Linked DNA regions of Gossypium hirsutum: region 1 is linked to region 2. Evidence: chromatin contacts called from public Hi-C data. All regions are on one chromosome and are shown on one strand. Each heading gives the region's core, a stretch centred on a gene start, on an enhancer-like site or on the middle of the called end of the contact. The rest is flanking DNA. Distances are from core to core; before and after follow the strand shown. Region 1 holds the start of LOC107899407 (trafficking protein particle complex subunit 8). Region 2 overlaps LOC107899407 (trafficking protein particle complex subunit 8).

Evidence for each region. Hi-C and Micro-C count contacts between places; a contact is called where the count stands out from the background.
Region 1: a Hi-C map of leaf shows a contact between it and region 2, with 2.0 times the contacts expected there. The contact joins the promoter of LOC107899407 here to the enhancer-like site in region 2. A contact is called at or near these places in 3 of 34 Hi-C or Micro-C datasets (leaf, petal and seedling).

What each region holds. Positions count from the first base shown.
Region 1 is chrD04:32,164,323-32,170,813 of Gossypium_hirsutum_v2.1, forward strand. It overlaps LOC107899407 (trafficking protein particle complex subunit 8), which reads right to left and starts at 4,656. Exons shown (of 28, transcript XM_016825111.2): 1 at 4,228-4,656; 2 at 4,015-4,109; 3 at 3,521-3,620; 4 at 3,202-3,306; 5 at 2,878-3,040. The coding sequence starts at 4,390.
Region 2 is chrD04:32,131,250-32,137,753 of Gossypium_hirsutum_v2.1, forward strand. It overlaps LOC107899407 (trafficking protein particle complex subunit 8), which reads right to left. Exons shown (of 28, transcript XM_016825111.2): 25 at 6,302-6,504; 26 at 5,533-5,697; 27 at 5,177-5,280; 28 at 4,272-5,095. The coding sequence ends at 4,546. Among protein-coding and RNA genes, the nearest start is that of LOC107899407, 34 kb to the right of the region's middle. Within about 2 kb of position 2,867, at least 1 of the 9 cell types and tissues checked has an H3K27ac peak or open chromatin away from gene starts, as enhancers often do. A contact at or near this core is called in leaf, where this site is marked.

The DNA of each region.
Region 1 (6,491 bases), core at 3,406-5,905, 35 kb after region 2:
CAAAACAGACAATGCAAATCTAGATCTTTGCCCTCTAAGTGTAGCATCACGGTTTTGACCTTAACATTGTCCAAGATCCTCTCTGCTTGAAAATGTTGTTTGAGTTTCAACCATCAGCCCTTGAAATCTATTCCATTAAATCTCGGACATTCCAATTTGTAAGGCCTCATGTGTGGATCCCCAACACCAACTCTCAAGGGAGTTCCCAAATACCCAGTTTTGGCATAGGTGATACTAAAAAGTTCTCCTTAGGACGAAAACTAGGAGAAGCCCCTCCAAGCACTCCCTTCCCTTTGTCCTGGAAAGAGCCATTGCCCATCACTGGCTATGGTTGACCCAGATACTGTTCAAAAAGAGCTTGCAACTCAATTTTGATCTCTCCCTTGACTTCATCTTTGAGTTCCTTGAAATGACCATCCAACCTAGTGTCCAACTATGCAAGTTCCACCTGAAGCAACTGACTTCTTGCTGCGTATGGCTCATTTCCTTCTGCATTTGCATGGTTACCCCTTCCCCAACCATGGAGATCGCGAGGCTCTGATACCTTTGATACGTGATACTTAATGATACAGAATCAACATTCCAATGGAAATTGTTTTGATGTGTCTAGAGGGTTTTCGAATGTAAAAATATTGAGCGAACCTAATGATCCTACTGAAAGCAGTGGATCATATTTGGAGAAATCAAGTGTAACTAATGTTAAAAGCAACTCATATAGACACGGAAGGTCTAAGAAATCAAGTGTGACTAGTGTTGAAAGCAAGGCATTTAGACATGGAAGGTCTAATTCAAATGTTGTCAGAAAACAACAGGGCAATAACACCTTGAAACCTCAGATTACACATGCTTCTTTTTTCTCTCGTCATTGCATTCATATTAAGTGCTCTTAGTGCATTATCTAATAAATCATCCATCCTATCTCACGTTGCCTCGTTTACAAAAGAATCCCAAGAAATCATGATTGGCAATACCTATGGTAAATTGTTTGTACTTTTTCAACAATTCTTGCACAATATGTCTAAGTCTCCATTTCCTTGCAATAAAAGAAAAAGAGCAACTAATATTTCTGCTTGGATTCTAGAGGAAAAAGTCTTGTGGAAGGGGGAATTAATGTGACTGCAGATTTGCAATGTGGTGATATTTTCCATTTATATTTTCTAAGGTTTGTTCTAGTGCACTTCTTGTTTCCATGCTTTCCAGATAAAGGTGTGGGAGAATTCTCTACAAAGTTGAGAAGATTAAAATGTAGAGCTAAGGATACTGAATTCGATGATATGGATATGGCTAAGAAATTAAAATCCATCATGCAAGGTGAATTTGTTTCACAACAAGAAAAGGGCTTTCTTAGTATCATGGTATCCATATGTACAACAAGATTTCCCATATCCAATGCTCTAGAATTGCTTAAGGATGAGGAGACATGCAGCCCTGAGCTTTTGAATGATGAAAATTTAACTAATTTGAACCAGATAAAGGAAATGCTTGAGTTTAGAAAGAATGTCAGCATAGCATCAAAGTTTGGTGAGTCACCTTAGGAAGCTATGGCCAGTTACATTGAGCATCTGTTGTCAAAACCTTCTGATGAAGGACAAGGCAACCACTTTCATCTTGAGTTGGTCAAGGTTGTTTCCATTGAAATTCAAAAGGCTAGTGATCAAGGTTTGAGCACAGAAGATGTTTATAGTCTTGTCAGATGCCAAGAGAAAGGAGACCCGAAATTAGCATTGTTGCACTTCAAAAATTTGGAAGAAATCAAAAGGTTTACTATTCTATAATGGTTAAAGCTGCTGATAACCTTGACCAGGAAATCTATGGAATAAAGTTGCATAGGCATACAAAGTTAGGAGAAGGAAAACATAAAAACCAGAATCATGCTTTAATTTTTACACGTGGAGAAGCTTTTCAAACTGTTGATACGATCCAAGACAATTACATGAAGAAGAGACTGAAAAGAGCTAATTGAGAAAATTATGCTGAAGAGGTGAAAGTTTTCTCACCAAAGTCAAGTTTTCCAAGCCGGGGAGAATGACACAAGAGCTTTTATTTATATTATAATATTTTATTATTTTAGTTTTATCTTATAATATTTATTTTAAAGCATTAGATATATTATAGACAGCTTAGTTATCTTTAGGGTCTAAAGCTAGGGCTAGGAATAACATTTTATTTGCAAGAAAGCCTAGTAACTTTACTTGCAAGAAAAGATAGTCTATAAACAAGTTGTAGTCTTTACAGCCATTATTATTGTTCTGATTATTTTATTTGACTTAATAGAAAAACTAGAGGTTTTCTATAACCCTAAGTTTTCTAGAGTTCCACCTTTCCAATTCGTTTGTTTAGCCCTAATTCTCTTATTTGCTGCTGTTCTCTTCCCTAATCCATATCACACATGATGAGCTTCCATTTCCTATAGCTTCTTTGAGGATGTTTTCAATCAAACCATTTTATTCCGTGTCATGTAGGATTCTTTTATAAACTAGGTTTCTTCATACATGGCAGGAATCTCTTTCCAGGTTTTAGCTATTCAAACTGAGGTTCTTGCATTTTCCACTTGGTTTCATGTCTCCATGCATGCATATGGTTGGTAATCTAATATATTCAATTAGCTGCAGCTGAAATATTCTTGCCAGCCTAATCAGCAGCTCTTAAAATGTCGTAATAACAAGAGTAAGAAAAATAAAATAAATATATAACGATTAATAAAAAAAAGAAAGAAATGTATACTATATATGCACATTGCTCCACAGAAAAATAAAAAGTTAAACCTATATAGGCATGCATGTCCTTATGAAATTAGAGAGCAGAATTAACAGCATTTTATCATGCTTATCGAACTTAATAATTTCAACCATAGACAGATATGAAGGTGTGGCATACTTCTCTGAATCACCATCTTGATTATCATGCACAAGTAAGTAATGCTTCAAAACCTTTGGGTCCATTGCACCATCACTGAGAAAGGAGGGCAATTTGTTGGTGTTAAAGAGGTCTATAAATCTATTTATGGGTTCCTCATCCCTTGAAGAAACAACCAAAAGGCCTACAAATCATTTTTGGAGAAGAAACAATCAACAAGAGAATATAATATCGTGTCTAGAATGAATAGTTTAAAGAAATCCATAAAGTGGAAAGGGCATGATTAGCAGAGCTTAAATGCAACAGGGGGAAAAGGATGGTATTGAATAAACTTCCAAAGCTTACATGCCACAGGATGATCAAAAGCTTCATGATCAGAAAAAGACAAGGTACGTACAAGCTCTTTATTGAAAAACTGAAACCATGTCGGTAAAATTTCAGACTCATGCCCTGCATAAAACATTCACCATATATAAATCAAAGCAACTAGTTAAGTTTTATTAATAACTACAAAAAATAAGGTCATGCTACAAAATCAGACAATCTCAATAGAATATTAAAAATGAAAAACTAGCCACAGGAAACAAAATGCTAATAAAAATGACAACAACAAACCATGCAAAATGATACCCATTAAAAGATTTCAAACTTGAAAGTAACTTACTTGAGAGAAGATCATTCACTTGAGGTAGATCTGAATATATTTCAGGGAAATCATCCTCTCCCGCCTTAGTAATAACTTGCTTTAGTCTTTCCTTTGCTACCTAGTCAATTGACATCTATTTCAGAAGCAAACCTCCAGAAAATGAAGCTAAAAATTCTCACATGATTGAAATTGCAGACCCACTATTAAGTGTAAAACATACAACTTTTAGACTTATCAGGGTATAATAAATCTCCCTCGATCCAATCAGTTAAAGTTTCCAGATTCTTACACTAATATACTCTATAAAAGCTCAAAAATCAATGAGAGATATATTCCAACTAAAATAGCTCAGTCTTCTAACTCGACTAATAGCTTACCGGTGCTGGCGATTACATTCCTATTACCAAATTCTCGTTATCACGTAAATCAAAATCATAGAAATTTGAATTCCGTGATCTTCACCTACGTATATATTATTAAGCTACAAAACCAGGAATCTCAAGAGAAATTACCTCGAGATTGGGTTGCCGAATATCCGAGGCGTAAAACAACCTAAATTTGAACTTGTGCAACCTGTAGGGTTGATCACTCGCCGTCCGTACAGGCACTGTCACCATAATTCAGATAAGTAAAAAAGAAAAGTACGTCACCTCAAAGTCAACGTACACATACACAAACACGTACAACTGTGGACATAAAAATAGAGAAAGTTTCGGATTACTCACCATCGATGTTGGTGAAGTCGCAGAAAGGGGAGAGCATTTGGACAAAGGAGAGGCCGTTCTTAAGGCAAGATTCTTCCACGAGTGGAGTGCAAAGCACCATAACCACCGGAGTGATCTCCTCCAACAGCATCTTTCCAAGCGAAGTATTCGCCGGATCCACCATGACTCTCCCTCTCCTCCGGTTGGTCGGATGCCCTAATACAGGCCGAGAGCGGCTTCTCTGAAGCTCGGGGTTGATTGAACCGGAGATATGACAAGTGAACCGCTCTTTGAAGAGGCAAAGAAATAAGGCAGAGTAGCTGCCTCTAGAGCGGCTTCTTCGATCGGATCTTTCTGTTGGATGTGGGTAGGAGAGGTTCAAGGTTTGGGTGGCCGGTGGTGAGGTGACGTCGAAGGAAGAAGTTGTGGGCTTTCTTGGTCGTGACAATGACCATGGGCCGTAAAACCACCGGCTCAAATATCAATAAGCATTCGATGGGCTGAATAGGATGACTTCTTCTTTCTTTTTATGGACTATATCCATGGGCTGCAAAACCACCTGCTCAAATATTTAAAAAGAGGGTAAACTATAAAATTGTCACCTAATTATCTAATTTTTTCTATTTTAATTATTTAATTATTTTTTTATTTAGTCAGTAAATTTTTTGAAATTAAATATTTTAGTTCTTCTAGCTTTTTAATGTTTATATATTTTATTAATTTGATTCTAAATATAAAAAATTCAACAAAATTAATTTTTAATGTTTACAAAATTTGTCATTTTAATTCAAGTTATAAAAAATTTAATAAATTTAATCCTCAATATTTACAAAATATTTTAATTTTAAAATTCTAAAAAAAATAATACATCGTAATTATATTTGCAATTCTCATCACATGCTGACCATAAATATAAATGTCAAAACAAGTATAGGACACAAAATATAACACACCATTCTAGCATCTTCACTCTCCTCCTGTATCTCTTGTACATCATTTCTTTCTCTTACATAAGTGTAAAATATCGACTAGAAATATCACAATGCACTAAAACTATAATTTTACTTTTTGATTGTATTCTACCTTTTCCACGGCCCTGTGATCAACATGGAGATTGAATTCTTGCAATAGAAAGCTATAAAAGACAACAAACAGGTAGAGAGTACTGCTACTTTGCTTTCATAGTCAGATTAGTAGTAGGATAATGACTAGGTAAATTTGATAGAACCTTGTCAAATAAATCAACAACGGCCGCTGCTGAAAGTATCCTATCATTTGTTGCAAGATAGAATTCTTGAGGCATTGTCACTTGTTTATTTTGCATTATAGAAGATTCTCAATTCTCCTTTGCTCTCAAATATCTACAGAAGCAATTAATTACATTTTCAATTATCAAGTAAACAGGGTTATCACATTCCAAAGCATAATTTAAATGATAGAGCACATTTTTGTTCAACAGCCTTGCCCTAATTTTAAATTTTAAAATTTTATAATTGAACTAAATTAACAAATTTTATAAATGTTGAAGGATAATTTTTTTTTAGAATTTAAATAAAAATAACAAATTTTGTAAAATTTCAGAGCTGATTTTTTTAAAATTTTTTATATTTAGGATCAAATTGTTATAATGTGTAAATATTAAAAGGCTAATTTTGTTATTATATCAATAAAATAAACCCACATTAGCTCAGAGTAGCATTTAATTTCGAAAAATTAAGTGACTACATCAAAAAATTAACACTTAGATAACTAAAATAGAGCGAATAACATAGTTAGGTAATCATTTTTGTAATTTGCCCTTAAATATTGGATTGGATAAAAAAGTTTTAATTCTATTTTTAAAAATGAATATAATGAAATTAGTGTGGTTAAAATATAGTCCAATTCGGTGGGGCAAAATACCAAAAAAAAGCCATTTTTTTAAATTTACCGAAATGGGCCCGGTATTTTATTATTTACCAGAATGGGCAATTTTTTCCTAAATCGCGTCCACATCAGCGCGCTTTGCAGATATGGCAACAAATCACGTCCTCAGAAGCACGATTTGTGTCCATGTCAGCAAAGCGCGCGACGTGGACTCGATTTCCTGGCACGTAGCGCGCCCCTGGGGACGCGATTTCACCGTGTTTCCTACCTTAGGGTTTTTAGGGTTTTTGGAGAAAAAAGTAAACAAATAACGGATTAGGGTTTAGGGTTTCGTAATTAAATTAATTAAAATTTATTCAAAATTAGATTATGTTTCGTGTTTATGAGTTTTTAAGATAAAATCAAAACAGGATGATTTA
Region 2 (6,504 bases), core at 1,617-4,116:
TTCTTGAATTAAAGTGTTAATTATCTAGTTTAATCGATGTGTGTGTTATAAAGTTGAAATATTGTAATTAGATTGTTTCATGAAAATTGATTGTTTATAAATTTTCTTGGTAAGTATATCATTCTTAGTTGTTTAATTTTAAATGTATTTTATAATGAAAAATAATAATTAAAAAATAATAATAATCAATTCTACTCCGTTGATGGCTTAAGTTATGAGTGAAGATTTTGAGAATGTGACCAAATTTAGTAACCTGGATGAGGTGTTTGGGTTGTCATCTCATTTCGCGTAAAAAAGTTCGAGTACGAACTGAAAACTTGCAAACACTCCGCTAGTCGAGCTACCATGAGTAGGGAAAAATAGTCTATTTAGAGACATGTCAAATTGAGTAACCGGGGTAAGGCGCTTGGGTTGTCATTTCACATCGCATAAAAAAGTTTGACTATGTCCCAAATTTACTACACAATTAATTGAGAATAAATACCTTGCAGATTTTGGTTCAATCTAAATTTAATGAAATGATTGAATTTACATGTTTAAATTTTATGGGCACTTGTTGATTAAATTGAGTATTTAAACACTGATTCATTTTTCACCTAAATTGTTTACATTGATCATGGTTGCGGAAGAGAGACTTGATTTCTAATAAATTATTGGATAATTTCTAATGTAGGAAAAAACAAAATGCTTGAGGATAATCATAGGCTAAGTAGGGGGATTTGATAGCATATTTATTTTTCATGTTTTACGATTTCAAATCAATTAATTCTTGAATTAATTCCTGCTAATTTGGTGATTTTATGTTTAAATTTTGTCAGCAATGCAATTCAGATGTTTTAAATTAAAAAAAAGCAGAAAAGGACTAAATTAGAGCACAAGCAATAAAAGGGGGGTCAAATCGAAAATTTTGAGACATTTAAGGGCCGATTAGATTTTTGAATTTGTAAAAGACATATTTAGAAAAAAAATCTTATATGAATTTGATTTCATGTAATTGGTTGTTAAGTGAGTTAGGCTAATTTTAGTATAAGATATGTATATAAATAAGGTGTGTGACGGCCTTTGAAAAACACACTTGAATACACTAGAAATTGAATGAAATTATTTTTATTCCTTTCTATTTCATGCGTCAGTAGCATACTACCATTTTATTTCCTTTTCCCTATTTCTTTACAAATTTGTTCAATTGCTTCATAAGTCCATTCCCTTTCCACCTTCTATCATTTCCACTAAATCCATTTACATACACCAATTAGCATGATTAATCACATGCTTCACTAAACTTCTACTTAGCTTTAGGTTGGTGTTCTTTCCGATCAAGAATCATGAGAAAATGAATCCGCATTAAAAATTTTCATAACGATATTCACCATCTCTCCTGAATATTGGATAGTACAAATTTGTCCCTTAAAATTATTTCAATTTCAACCCAAAGTGCACATTGGGTTGGAGTCGTTTTGGCGTACAGTTGGGAAGTTGAGTCGGTCATACTGTATTCTACTTTCCGTGAACAAATTGACGTACCTTGATGGGGTCATACTAGTGGGATTTTCATCAAGGGAGATAGTGATCAAATTTAAACAACGCACGCAGTTGAGGCCATTGATTCGAGTTGGATTCTTCAAAACATAAGGTTGCCAGGGTCTTGAATTGTTAATGCAAGTATCACGGTTAGACAATTGGTAAGGGTTGGTTTGCAAGTCGTTCCGGAATCAACTACAAAAGGAAGAATTGGCGGTTGGGACGTTCTTGGTCGCTATAACCAGCTTATGGTTTGGAAGAGAAAACTCATTTTCAAGAATCGATTCAGTACTAGAATTCACCAATTCTAAGGCTAAGACTTTATATTATTGCTTACAAAATTCGATTTCATTTTCTTTTTTTATTTTCAATTAATATAATTGTTTATTGCTGCTATTTCATTTTATTTAGTTTCTAAACATTTTCATCCCCCTTATTTATTTTTTAGCAAGTTCGTCACGAGTCGTGGGTATGGCTATTGCCGCGACAATAATTATGTTCACAAGAAAGGTGAAATTAGATAATCAACCCCTATTGATTCGACCCTACTGCTCTATACTGCTATTTAGTATTATTTTGTCATAGAAATTTATATTTGGTAGTTTCGATGCCGATCAATTATATAAACCCAATAGACTTGATGGATAATCAATCTTGTTCTTATTTCTTGCTGTTAGTAGTTCAATAACATTGGAGAATCCAAAACTACACGTGAGGTCAAGATCGAGGAACAAGGAAAATGTAAATACTTTAAGAGTTTTCTTTTGACAAAATAAAAACGAAAGGAAAATTTAAGGATGTGAAAGACAAAACGAGATAGAAAGAAATAAGCATAGGAAAGTCTTAAAAAGTAGGCTCAACCTAACCAAAAGTGATGAGGTTCTATTTCAGATGGATTTAGCTAGTAGCAGTAGTGTGTCCCCAGAGGAGATTCTAGAGGGGTCAAAGACCTATATATTTCCATTTGTTCCTATGTTTTTCGCCAAGGGAGGGGTCCTAACCTTAGTTGAGCCTTGGAGAATGGAACAGTCTTAGACATTACTGTTGTTGCTGCAAAGTTTTTAAGCTCTCTTTTTTTGTCCTTTAGGATGGGAAAAATACTATCCTCCTTTGCCATTTCATGAAAATGTTATTTCATTCTTTGTTGTTGCGACCAAGAACATCCCAACAGTGATAACATTGGTTCAAAATGTTATTTCATTCTTGTTGTTGCGAAATGGTCAGCTCCTTTATTTGGTTGTTGCCATTGGAGATGCATCCTTTTTTCCCCATCTCAAAGCACTATTGATGCGTTAGAAGACTTTAAGCTAGGATCAATAGTGCATTTGGCAAGAAGCGGGTGGTTACTACTCGTAGATCCTTCAGCTAGGAGTCCGTGTTTTGGTTCTTTGGGTCGATGGATCCGACTATGGTCTTCGGCCTATTTTTGTTTTTGAATGGCCCGTTCTGCCTTTTTGTTTTGTTTACCCACATGTAATGTTGTTGGTCTTTGACCCCTTGTTATGAAATGAATCTCTTTTGCATTTCATATGATAGATACGATTTCTAGAGACAAACAACATATTTTTAATTTGATTACTTTTCTTTTTAACTTGTGATTCCGAATGAGTTGATCACCGTCTTCAACGAAAAGATATCTACAATTCTACGAAATATATTCAAATCCCTTGATAACAGTATCATTTTTTCTCTTAGGCTTTGAAAAATATATAATAACTTCCTTGAAATTTGATGAAAAATACACTAATCTCTTAAATTTTAATTATTAAATGAACTTTAAATAAAAATAAATTTATACTTTATTAATTCATTATTATTTTATTTATTTTTTTCTATCTTTAATATTTTTATGCAATGATTTTCAATTGAAATTAATAAAGATATAATTAGTTATCAAATTATTTAAATTAAATTATAAATTACCTTATATTCTAATACAAACATATGTTGAACAGATTCATCATAAATGATATTTACGTTTCTTTTTGTCCTCTCTTTCATTTTTTTTTTCTTTAATAAAATTTTTTAACAGTTTATTTTGATTCAATAGTATATATTAATTTTGATATAAATTTATTTTTTACTTGATTTCTTGACTTTTATATTTTGATCAACTTTTTTCATTGAATCCTTCTAAATAATAATTAATAATTAATTTTAAATAAAAATAGTTAACTCATCTCAAAGTTAATACATAAATATATATATAACTTTAAAATACTTCATTTTGCTTGAAGTTCAAGCTTTCTATTAGTCTAATCAAGTCGAGATGTGATCTAACTCAACTCGATGGCTCAATTCACTATGATTTTTATATATTATTAAATTTAAATATATTTAAATTATTAAATTTGAATATGTCAAATCCATTTGAAATGTCCAAAACCATGTTAGGTAATGTGTATCACTCGAATTATGAAGTCTGCTTAAAATCATATATAATTTAAATATTCATTTACTTTTATAGCACTAAAGTAATTAAATTTTCGAATGTGAATAAAACAAACGGATAAAAGGGGGAGAATTTGATTTTCTTCAAACATATCTAAGAGGATTTATTTGATTTTCTTGGTAAATAAATCAGTGGAGATTAGTTTGATTTTCTACAAACTTGAGGGATTTATTTAATTTTATTCAAACCTCAGAAGAGATGAGTATATTTGCCAATCTTTTACCCTTTATTTGTTTAATTTGAAAAAGAATAACATTTTTTTATGAGTATAAATAAATCAAGAATCCGAACTACAAAGTTAAACAATTGTATCAAGTGTTACCGATTTTCTCCAATCAAATATTCTGAGTCCATTTACATTATGTAACATAAAAATCTGTTATGTTCCCTTATTATTGTATGAAAACTCAAAAATAGAATGTTTCTTCTATTATCTCCAGAGGCTTTCTCAATTCCTATTTTATACCAATAATTATACATTTTAGGGACCATAATTTACATGTTACAAAACTACAAGTAAGATCCCATTGTTAAGGGTACAGAGAATTAGTAAACCTGATGAGCCTCGTATTTTAAGTAGACTGCACCACCGTAAGATAATAGGGATATCCTTGGCACTCTCCCGAAGACTTGTTTGCTTCTCCTTGACTTTCTTCAATGGGTGCTAGATTCCAATTCAAAGCATAGTTTGATAAATCGTATATTCCAGGAGCGAAAACACAGATCTGAAGAGGAACTTCAGCTGTTGCCCTAGGTTGAAGTTTGAGTTTAGTAGAGCTTGAACCTGTCCAAATGAACTGGGGGGCACTTTCCAGGGAAACCGACTTCGTAATACGTTTTGCAAGAGCATCGGTTGTGATGACTTTCGTGTCATTCACTGCTGGAATGCTGAACCACCCTACTTGATTTTCCAGAGGGAGACCTGACTGAGATGCAGTAGCATCGATTGATTGGCTGTTACTACTGGGGGGATCAAAGGTCTTGACATGGACAGATGAAGCAGCATCGGATGAATTGTTTATAGTCATCTTCAAATTTACTCCACATGGAGAAGCTGAGAAGTTATGTTGTATGGTCCGAGGCCCATCCACGAACCAAGATATTGGACTGAAGCTAGAAAGACTAACAAAATTATATGATACAAACTCATTAGAGAAAGTGGTATCTAACAAATTCATCATTAAAAGGTTGCCCGAGTCTCACCTGCAATGACAAACATGATGGGAAAAAAGAAGTGGTCTATGAGGAGCACCAGAATCAATATTACCCCTCCACAGTTGAGTGATGAAAACGAAATCAACATTCCCCTGGTCCATGAAAACATAAAAGCTTAATGCATCAGAAGACTAGTGAAATCAAAGAACATCTATCTAGTCTGAAAATGGAGCAACATTATCATCATCAACTATATATGATTTTGAGTCAAGAATGAAATGGTGATATAAATATCAGATAACCTGTGTCAGATTTTGACCGTAACAGTAATGTTTATGTATGGGATAGACAATTCTAGTTAGTTCTTACAGAAATGGCACGATAAGAATATGAAAGTTAACAACCTGACATGACATTCCCTGGTACAATCTCTCATAATCGTGGAAATCAGCCAAAGGTGAAGAACATACATCGAAGAGGGCTTCACTGTTTCCTGGAGGTCCGAGTCTTACATCACTCTGGAGGAAAAGAGGATTACTGTCTTCAGAAGTTGATGACTTCCTGTGATACTGAAATGAAATTAAAGTAGATTACAATTTAAAGTCAACCAGTTAAGCTGAAAAATAAATAAATAAATATTATTTGGCAATACAATAATTCACAACAAACAAATCCAACAAGCTAATATGCAGCCAATATAGCATGCTACCTAGCAATAAAAGATGATAAGATTAATAGAATAAGATTAATAGAATATGTAGAATTGCAACTTAAGCATAATGTACGAGGTTGGAGATCATGCTATTCCAATCTGGATCACAACCAAGACCCCAATCTAACACTTGCCAGATGTTTTTACCGTCTGTAAGGTTTTTACCAATGGCTCTTGCCATCTTAGATTCAGAAGTACATCACGATTTAAACTACTATTTTGTCCCACAGAACCAACAGGAAGGTGTTTGATCAAACGCTCTCCAAACCCCTGGCCGAAGCCCAATATAAAAAGATAGAAGTTGCCCAATAGTATCTAGCACAAGGAATTATCCCACTAACAGTATAACTTTTATCGTAATTAACAGAAGACACAATAGTTTTGCTTCCAGTAGAAAATTACACAAAATATTTTACCAGATGAATAATCCAAGGTGCAAGTTCTTCTATGGTTGTACCAACCTTAAGCATGAAGAAGCATGACAATACTTGACCAGCAAATAAGGATTGAGACGGTAAAATGCTATCAACAGGTTGGAGCAATGAGACATCCCACTGCTGCCCAACAGAAGACAATTGATGAATCTGGAAACATTCAGAACTGGTCTTGTTGACAACATCCATACGCAAGAGGAACTCTTCCAATCTTGATGGACAAGGACTAA